Regions from separate parts of the Oryctolagus cuniculus genome. Here region 1 is linked to region 2. Evidence: chromatin contacts called from public Hi-C data. All regions are on one chromosome and are shown on one strand. The core of a region is the stretch at or near the end of the contact, and the rest is flanking DNA. Distances in the headings are between cores, read along the strand shown.

What was found. A called contact is a pair of places that touch in the nucleus more often than the background predicts.
Region 1: a Hi-C map of an unstated tissue shows a contact between it and region 2, with 3 times the contacts expected there. The contact joins the enhancer-like site here to the promoter of RAP2B in region 2. A contact is called at or near these places in 3 of 6 Hi-C or Micro-C datasets (ear pinna, skin fibroblasts and an unstated tissue).

What each region holds. Positions count from the first base shown.
Region 1 is chr4:127,978,385-127,982,165 of mOryCun1.1, forward strand. No RefSeq gene overlaps it. Among named protein-coding and RNA genes, the nearest start is that of RAP2B, 88 kb to the left of the region's middle. Within about 2 kb of position 1,662, at least 1 of the 8 cell types and tissues checked has an H3K27ac peak or open chromatin away from gene starts, as enhancers often do.
Region 2 is chr4:127,889,331-127,893,314 of mOryCun1.1, forward strand. RAP2B (RAP2B, member of RAS oncogene family) reads right to left here and starts at 2,718. Exons shown (of 1, transcript XM_070072619.1): 1 at 1-2,718. The coding sequence starts at 2,248. The coding sequence ends at 1,697.

The DNA.
Region 1 (3,781 bases), core at 412-2,911, 88 kb after region 2:
TGGTGGAGGGATGATGATCTGTCTTTAGAGCTATTTCCTGCTGACGTAGGGTGACGATTTACTCTCCATTGGCGTGGGGCGATGCCTCAAGCCGCAGTGTGCTGGGTGGAGCGCTGAGTATATCCCTGTAGCAGCATTTGGTTGACTGCCTGGTTGGGGAAGGCTTTGGTCCTTTCCATTATTACCTCCTGTAAACACTTAGACAAGATAGTAGAAAAGCCAGGGTGAGAATAGCAGCCAATAATCCTAAGAGTGGCATTAGCTGAATATTGAGAGGATTTTACAACGGAGAGGAAATGAGGGGATTGGTCTTTGACCCTTGTGAAGACTGTTGGATGGATGTGGTTTTACATGGCCTGATTGGTTCACATAATAACAACACAGTTAAGATCAGTCTGTTCTGTAGTACCACGCCTGTTAGTGAGGCTGGGCCGTCTTCTGTTGCCCTGCTCAGGTGCATTACCAGGGACTTGAACCTGTGTTCTTATGGGATGTGATGTTGCAGGCGGCAGCTTAACCCACTGCACCACAACACTGGCCCCTCAGTGTGATCTTCGGAGATTTTGTTCTCTCCCAAGTAATGATAATGCCCTGGAATCCATTCAGTTTGTTGTGTACGTCAATAGTTACTTCTTTTTAGTGTTGAGTACTGTTCTAGTACATGGATCTACCAGAGTTTAATTGTTCACCTGCTGAATAACATTTGTATAATTTGCCAATTTGGGCTGTTATGAATAAAACAGATACGAAATATGAAAAAAAAAGAAAGTGAGTCCTGCATGAATTTCAAAACACTTTATTTGCTCCAAAATAACTTACTTTTTAAAAAAAAAAAAAAACAAAAAAAAAAAACAAAAAAACATGTATTTGAAAGAGAAAGACAGAGAGGGAGAGAGGGCTTGATCTTCTGTTTGCTGGTTCACTACCCAAATAGCCACAACAGGAAGGGCTGGATCAGGTGAAAGCCAGGAGCCAAGAGCTCCAACAAGGTCTCCCACATGGGTGCACGGGCCCATGCACTTGGGCGGTCTTCCACTGCTTTCCAAGGTGCATTAGCATAGAGACACATTGGAAGCACCACAGCCTAGCAGGCAGCTTAACCTCCTGAGCCACAATGCTGGCTCCAACTTATCTTTTATTTCCATTTTCCAGTAATTTTTTGAAGTAGGCTTATCTGGATATATGTACCCATATAGAAATACACATCTGCTTACTTTCACACACATGAATACATGCATATTTTAGGATTATGCTGAAAAAATAACTTCAATAAATCATCAGTATATTACTCCTCAATTTATTATGTGAACAGAGGTGTTTTCTCAAGTCGTAGTACAGAATAAGGGGGGAGATGGGTAATGTTTGTTATTCTTTAGTTGGAATTTGACTCACAGCCAAAATAAGTTCTGAGTTTTTCTCCTTTCCAAAACAGAGCTTGGAAAATGACAAATCTTTTTCCATGAAAGCATGCACACATATTTTGGTTTCCTAGACTTTCTCATGGCATAAACATCTAAAGGAGATAGAAATGTTGTGAAATTCCAAAGTAGCTGGAAGGCAGAGTGCCAGGGGAGAGTTTTCAGGACACATTTTTGACAGCAAGTTGTGGCAGGATGCTGAGCGGGGAGTGTAGGGATGACATTTAGCTAATTCTCCAAGGAAGGGAATGGGTCAAGTGTTTTTAAAACAGCAAGGCAGTGCATGTATCAGAATCAGGAAAGAGCAAGATAAATAATTGTTGTGGAAAGGAATAGAAAACTGACCTCTTGTGAAGGAAAGCCCTTCACAAAGTTTTAGTGGATCTGAAAAGACTATTTTTAACACTTCTTATGAGAGTCGAGTGATAATGAAAAATGTCTGTATATATTTGCCCAAATAACAGATAAATAGAAACCGAGCAGAGTGCAGGGACCTTGGCCCTTCTACACCATGAAGAGCTGCTATTTTAGTAGATTCTGTGGGCGCCATCTAGTGATCTAGCAGAGGTAGGCAACTAAAAGATTTAAAGCGTTTTGTTTTTCTTACATAAGGAAATTTAAAATGAAACAGTGGACTGTCAGAGATAGTGCATTAGTTTAAAACTTATTGAGGAAATCAATATTTATTGTTTTAAGTAAGGTTACTCGGAGAAAGCATGGACTTTTGCCACTCAGTTTTTGTTCCATCTCCAATATTTGCAATGACAACTTTTTGGTGTATAAATTTCATGTGAGCTTGTTTGAAACAAAAGGAAACCCTGAAGACAAAAATTAGAATTTTGTGAAGACTATACACATACATGTGTGTAAATGTATATATGTGAGTATATTGCATCGCTTTATATTTTTAATAAGATGGTGCAATTTTGCAAACCATTTTATATAAGAAAATTAGAATTCTTCAAACTAAAGTATTGCCATTAATTCAGATTCCTCAAAATCATGTTAAGAATTCTTTGCAGAGCTTGAAACAGAATGTCAGTTCTAGGACATTTAAGCTCTAAAATTTTCATCGTTGTTCTTTATCTGCATATTTATTTATTTGTTGTTCACATTTGCAGAGAAAGAGGGTGTATTAAAATATATTGCATCCCCTTGACATGCTAGGTCCATTTTTAAAGATTTTATACCTTTGCTGTTAATATGCAATGCTTGTACAATTTCAAGGAGTACAGTGCAATACTTCAACATGTGAACACAGAACAAACTGATGAAATCAGGCAATTAGCATTTCCATTCCCTTATCTTTTCCTTATTTTCAGAGCCTTCCTGCTCCTCTCTTCTGCTCCTTCATACAGTGTATAACAACTTACTGTGAAGCTAGTGCATTATTTATATAATTATATATTAATTTATATAATCTTCACAAGGAAGATGATTGGATGGCTTATAAAAAAGACCCTAACTAACGCTCAGATGTTTGGTTCATATAGTCATAAAATCCAACCATGCTTTCTGATTTTAAATCCCATAATCATCAGGTATGCATGAGTGTTTTCTTTTTATTTGTGGCTTTTCTATGGTCTAATGCGGCCCATCCCTTTTTCATATGGCTCTTTGCCTGAGCTTGTTATTTATTACCGTTGCTTGGGATCAAGGTATTGATAGGGTTGGACATATAACCCAGTAATGGCCAATGAGACAAAGAAGAGGTTTTTTAGAAAATTTCTTCTTCTGAATAAAAAAGAACAAAAGGAAGAAATGCCCCCTTTCCTTCCTCTTGACATTTGTGCTTGAAAATGTGATATCTAGAACTCTGGCAGCCATCTTGTGAATATGAAGTGAATGATGACAAAGTAAACACGTGGGAAGATGAGCATTCATGACATTGTTGGAAGATAAAATCAATCAACCATAGCTTCTCAACCTTGGATTTTTAAATCATATACCTAAATACGTATATATATATATAAATATAATAAAATCTTTCTTTTTCAAAGTCATTTGGTGGTGCTGGGATTGTGGTGTAGTGAGTTAAGCTTCCACCTGCAGTGCTGGCATCCCATATGGGTGCTGGATCGAGTCCTGGCTGCTCCACTTCCAATCCAGCTCCCTGCTACTGCATCTGGGAAAGCAGTACAGCACGGCCCAAATCTTTGGGCCTCTGCCCCCAAATGGGAGACCCAGAAGAAGATCCAGGCTCCTGGCTTCTGCCTGACCCAGCCCCAGCCATTGCAGCCATTTGGAGAGTGAGACAACAGGTGGAAGACTCTCTCCCTCCCTCCCTCCCTCCCTCCCTCTCTGCCTCTCTCCCTCTCTCTCTCTTTGTGTGTGTCCCTCTGTTTCTCTCTGTAACTCTGTCT
Region 2 (3,984 bases), core at 1,468-3,967:
TGAGAAGTAACATCACCAGCTTGTCACCAAGCTTCAAATTTTGGCAAACAACTCTGGAGAGCATCATGCACCTATACCTGTCCAACTCAGCCATGACACTGCATTAAATCGTTGAATACGAAACACAGAAACACAAACAATAATTCTGGGTTTGTTTCTTTTAAAATGACATTTGTATTAAAAGTCTTAAAACGAAGAGACAATGATGAAACACATGGAATTAAAAATTACAATTAGAATTCCCTTGGTACATCACAACAGTAAAATTTTGCTCTTTGCTTCTGGAGGTACACCCTATAACAGATAATTAAAAAAAGTAAAAATAATATAAAAAAGGAGCTAAATACCTGAACATTGGAACAAAATGAAGCCAAGAAAACAAAACAAAAAAAAGAAACCCATTGCAAAACATGGCAATTACATTTTAAAGGCTGAAAATAATAAAGAAATTCACTGAACAACAGGTCCTATTGTCCTGGCTCCTTCAGGAAGATTACTGAAAGGAAACTGAGAAGTGGTTGGGGGATAGCAGATTCTGGGGTATGATGGGAAGTTCACAGGTTGGCACCGGCTGGAACAGCTGAGTTTTGAAGGCACTCTGCAGACACAGGGGTGCTGGGGGCCCTGAATCACATTGACAAAGTCCTGGTACTGTATTTGTAAAAGCAAGTCATTAAAATCTGTTACTGCCAACCAAAAAAAAAAAAAAAAAAAAAAAAAAAGAAAGAAAGAAAAACCTAAAAGCTAAATTTATAAAACACACACGCGCGCGCACACACACACACACAAATAGTACACAAGAAAATGTGCAGATCTGTAACATTTTTTTTCACAGCTGATAAAAAAAAATACTACCATTCTCCCCCAGGCTCCCCTTTGATACAGTAGGTAAACAAAATAGATTTTTTTTTTCCACAAATATCAGCAGACACTTTCTGGCACCCCACACTGTATTGGCATCAGTGTTAACAGTCCCAGTTCAGATGTGCAATACTTCAGATTGGATACACTGTAACAAGAATCCAACTTTGCATAGACATCCTCAGAATCGCAATCAGTCACAGGGTCGCCCTTCCAAGCTGGCAGAAAAGGAACCCGATCTTAAATTCCAGCTACTCCTGGAAAACAAGGGAAAAACACACACACACACAAACACACACAAAAGTTTCTTCCTCCTCCTTGCTCCTTCATATGGTTCTCCCGGACTTCCTTCCACGTATTTAAAACTTGGAAATAGAAAACAGTTGTTGTTACCCCCCCAACACACACACACACAAAAACGGACACCCCCTCCTCCTCCTTCCCCGGCACTTCCTTCCCTTCCCCCCTTCCCCCATCTTTTTCCAGGCTGAAACTTTTGCTTGCCGGGTGGGTGTCAGACTGCCAATAACTGCGCCTTCGGGGGAGGGGGGAGGGGGGAGGAAACGGGCGTCAACCAAAATCAATGAGGAACGTACATGCTGCAAAGAGCCCCAATTTCCACCACGGTGTCGGCTGGGCAGGACGGGGCGCTCCCTCGGACACGGGGCGTGGAGGCCAGCGTGGGGGGGAGGGGGGGAGGCTCCTGGGGACGCCCTGGCCACTGCAAAGTCGTCTCCCATCTCAAAGCCGGACGAGAAATCCCACGGGGAGAGTCGGTGCGTTTGGCTTTTGTGCGCGGAGCGCGGCCCGGGGGGCGCGTGGCGGCCGCGGCGCCTCAGAGGATCACGCAGGCCGAGCAGCAGCCCTCGTCGCCGTTGGGCTGCGCCGCGTAGTTCATCTGCCGCACGATCTCGGCGAACAGCTCGTCCACCGAGGCTTTGTTTTTGGCCGACGTCTCCATGAAGGGGCAGCTCCACTCCTCGGCCAGGGCCTTGCCCTCGCCGTACGAGACCTCGCGCTCGCCTTCCAGGTCCACCTTGTTGCCCACCAGGATCATGGGCACGCGCTCGTACCGCTTCACGCGGATGATCTGGTCCCGCATGGGCTTGATGTCCTGGAAGCTCTGCTGGTTGACGAGGCTGTAGACGAGGATGAAGCCCTGGCCGTTCTTGATGTACAGGTCCCGCATGGACGCGAACTGCTCGGTGCCCGCCGTGTCCAGGATCTCCAGCACCGACGGCGACGAGTCCACCTCGATCTCCTTGCGGTAGAAGTCCTCGATGGTGGGGTCGTACTTCTCGATGAAGGAGCCCGTCACGAACTGCACGGTGAGCGCGGACTTGCCCACGCCGCCCGAGCCCAGCACCACCACTTTGTACTCTCTCATGGCTCCGTCAGCACTCGCCAGGCGCCCGCCGCGGCCCCGTCGGGGCTGCGCGCCGCGGAGGGCTGGGCTGGGCGGCCGGACCGCTCCGCCGCCTCAGCGCCGCAGGAGACACCCGGGAGACCGCGGCCGAGCGGCGCGGGGCGCGCGGATCTCCGAGCGGGGGCCGCGCGCCCGGCCGGCCGGCGGCGGCGGCGGCGGCGCGTCCCTGGGGCGCGGGTCCGGGGCCCCGCAGCGGTCGGCGGCGGACCAGAGGACAATGCCGGCAGCCTAAGGCACGGCGACGGCTGCAGCCCCTCGTCGCAGCAGCCGGCGAGCGCTGGGCAGCGGTGGTGGCGGGCTGCGGAGGCGGCTGCTAATTGCGCGCCGGACCGGGACACTCGTGGCATGAGTCCCCGCGGAACGTGCGCCCACCACCGCGGCCCATCGCGCTCTCGCCTGCAGCCTCCGCGGGGCGAGGGCTTCCTACTCGCCGCGCGCAGCCCGGCCCTCCCCGCCCGCGCGAGCATGCCCAGTGCGCCGCAGGCCGCGCCCCGCCCGAGCGGCCGCTCCGGGTTTTCTGCGGGGCCGAGCCGAGAGGGCGGGGCTGGGGGCGGGGCTTGCGAGCGGAGTCGCCGGGAGTGGAGGCGGGGCGACGCGAGCTTGTGGGACTGCAGCAGGCACACTGCGGGGGAATGGGGCGGCAGAGGGGCTTGGCGTGCTCGAACGCGAGCGCTAAGGCCCGGCGAGCCAAGAGAGCGCGCTTGCGGAATCCCATGACCAAAGGCCGGTGCAGGCCGCCAGAAGCGCGGACCGCGGACCGGACCGCTGCAGGTGCGGGCTGGGCAGAGCAGCCCCCGAAGCCCTGGCAAAGCCCTTGGTAAGCCGTTGTCCCCGGAAACGCTGCTCCGCCAGTTCCCGGGACAGAGCGAACGGGGTGTAACTCTAGTGCCTTGGGTCACTGTCCCCATCCGAGAACAAACAGCTTCTGGGGAACCCGCGGCTCCATCCCAGCAGAGTCCCAGAGGGTCCCGCCCACCTCCTCCCCCACTGTGCTGCGGCCAAAACCCGGAGCCCGGATCTGACAGTGCCGGCGGCCCGCAGTTAGGGCATGCTCAGTCGGCAGAGCAGGTTTTTTGGGGCTTGGAAGTAGGAAGCTTGGTGCAGCTCACACCCACACGCCAGCTCAAATTACTTCTCCCAGACTCCGCACTCATTGGTCCCAGGACGTGAGTCGCACACCCCCGAAGGGCCTCCCATTGGCTGCCGCCAAGGGTCTCTCCGGTGCGGCTGCCTCATTGGCTGAAAAGTAGCCTCCGCCGGCGATTGGGTATTTATAGAGATTGAGCGGCGAGGTGGAGGCCCAGCTGTTCCTTCTCCGCGGCTCCCCGCCCCCTTCCTCCCACTCCCCCACCCCAACCCAGTCGTTTGGAAGCGGAGAGTGAAAAAAGGAATTTAGGCGGGGTGCGCAGAACTAAATATAGCCCTTTGTGGCTGTTTTCGAGAGCGTCTGACTCGCCCGGTCACGACTGTCCCGTCCAGGGTGCAGAAGGGGCTGGTGACAGTGGCCCGCGCGCGAGGACCTGCAAAGTTTGCCAGGGCTCCGCAGCGAGGGCGGCGGGGCTGCGATGAGCAACGGGCGCTGGAGGGCTAGGGGGGCTGCCCTGGCTTGCCTTTTCCCTAGCATCCTCGCTGTCGGGCGCGCAGTTGCTGGACTGGGCTCGGCTCGCGTCCCCGCTCCTGGGAGGAGCTGGGGAGCT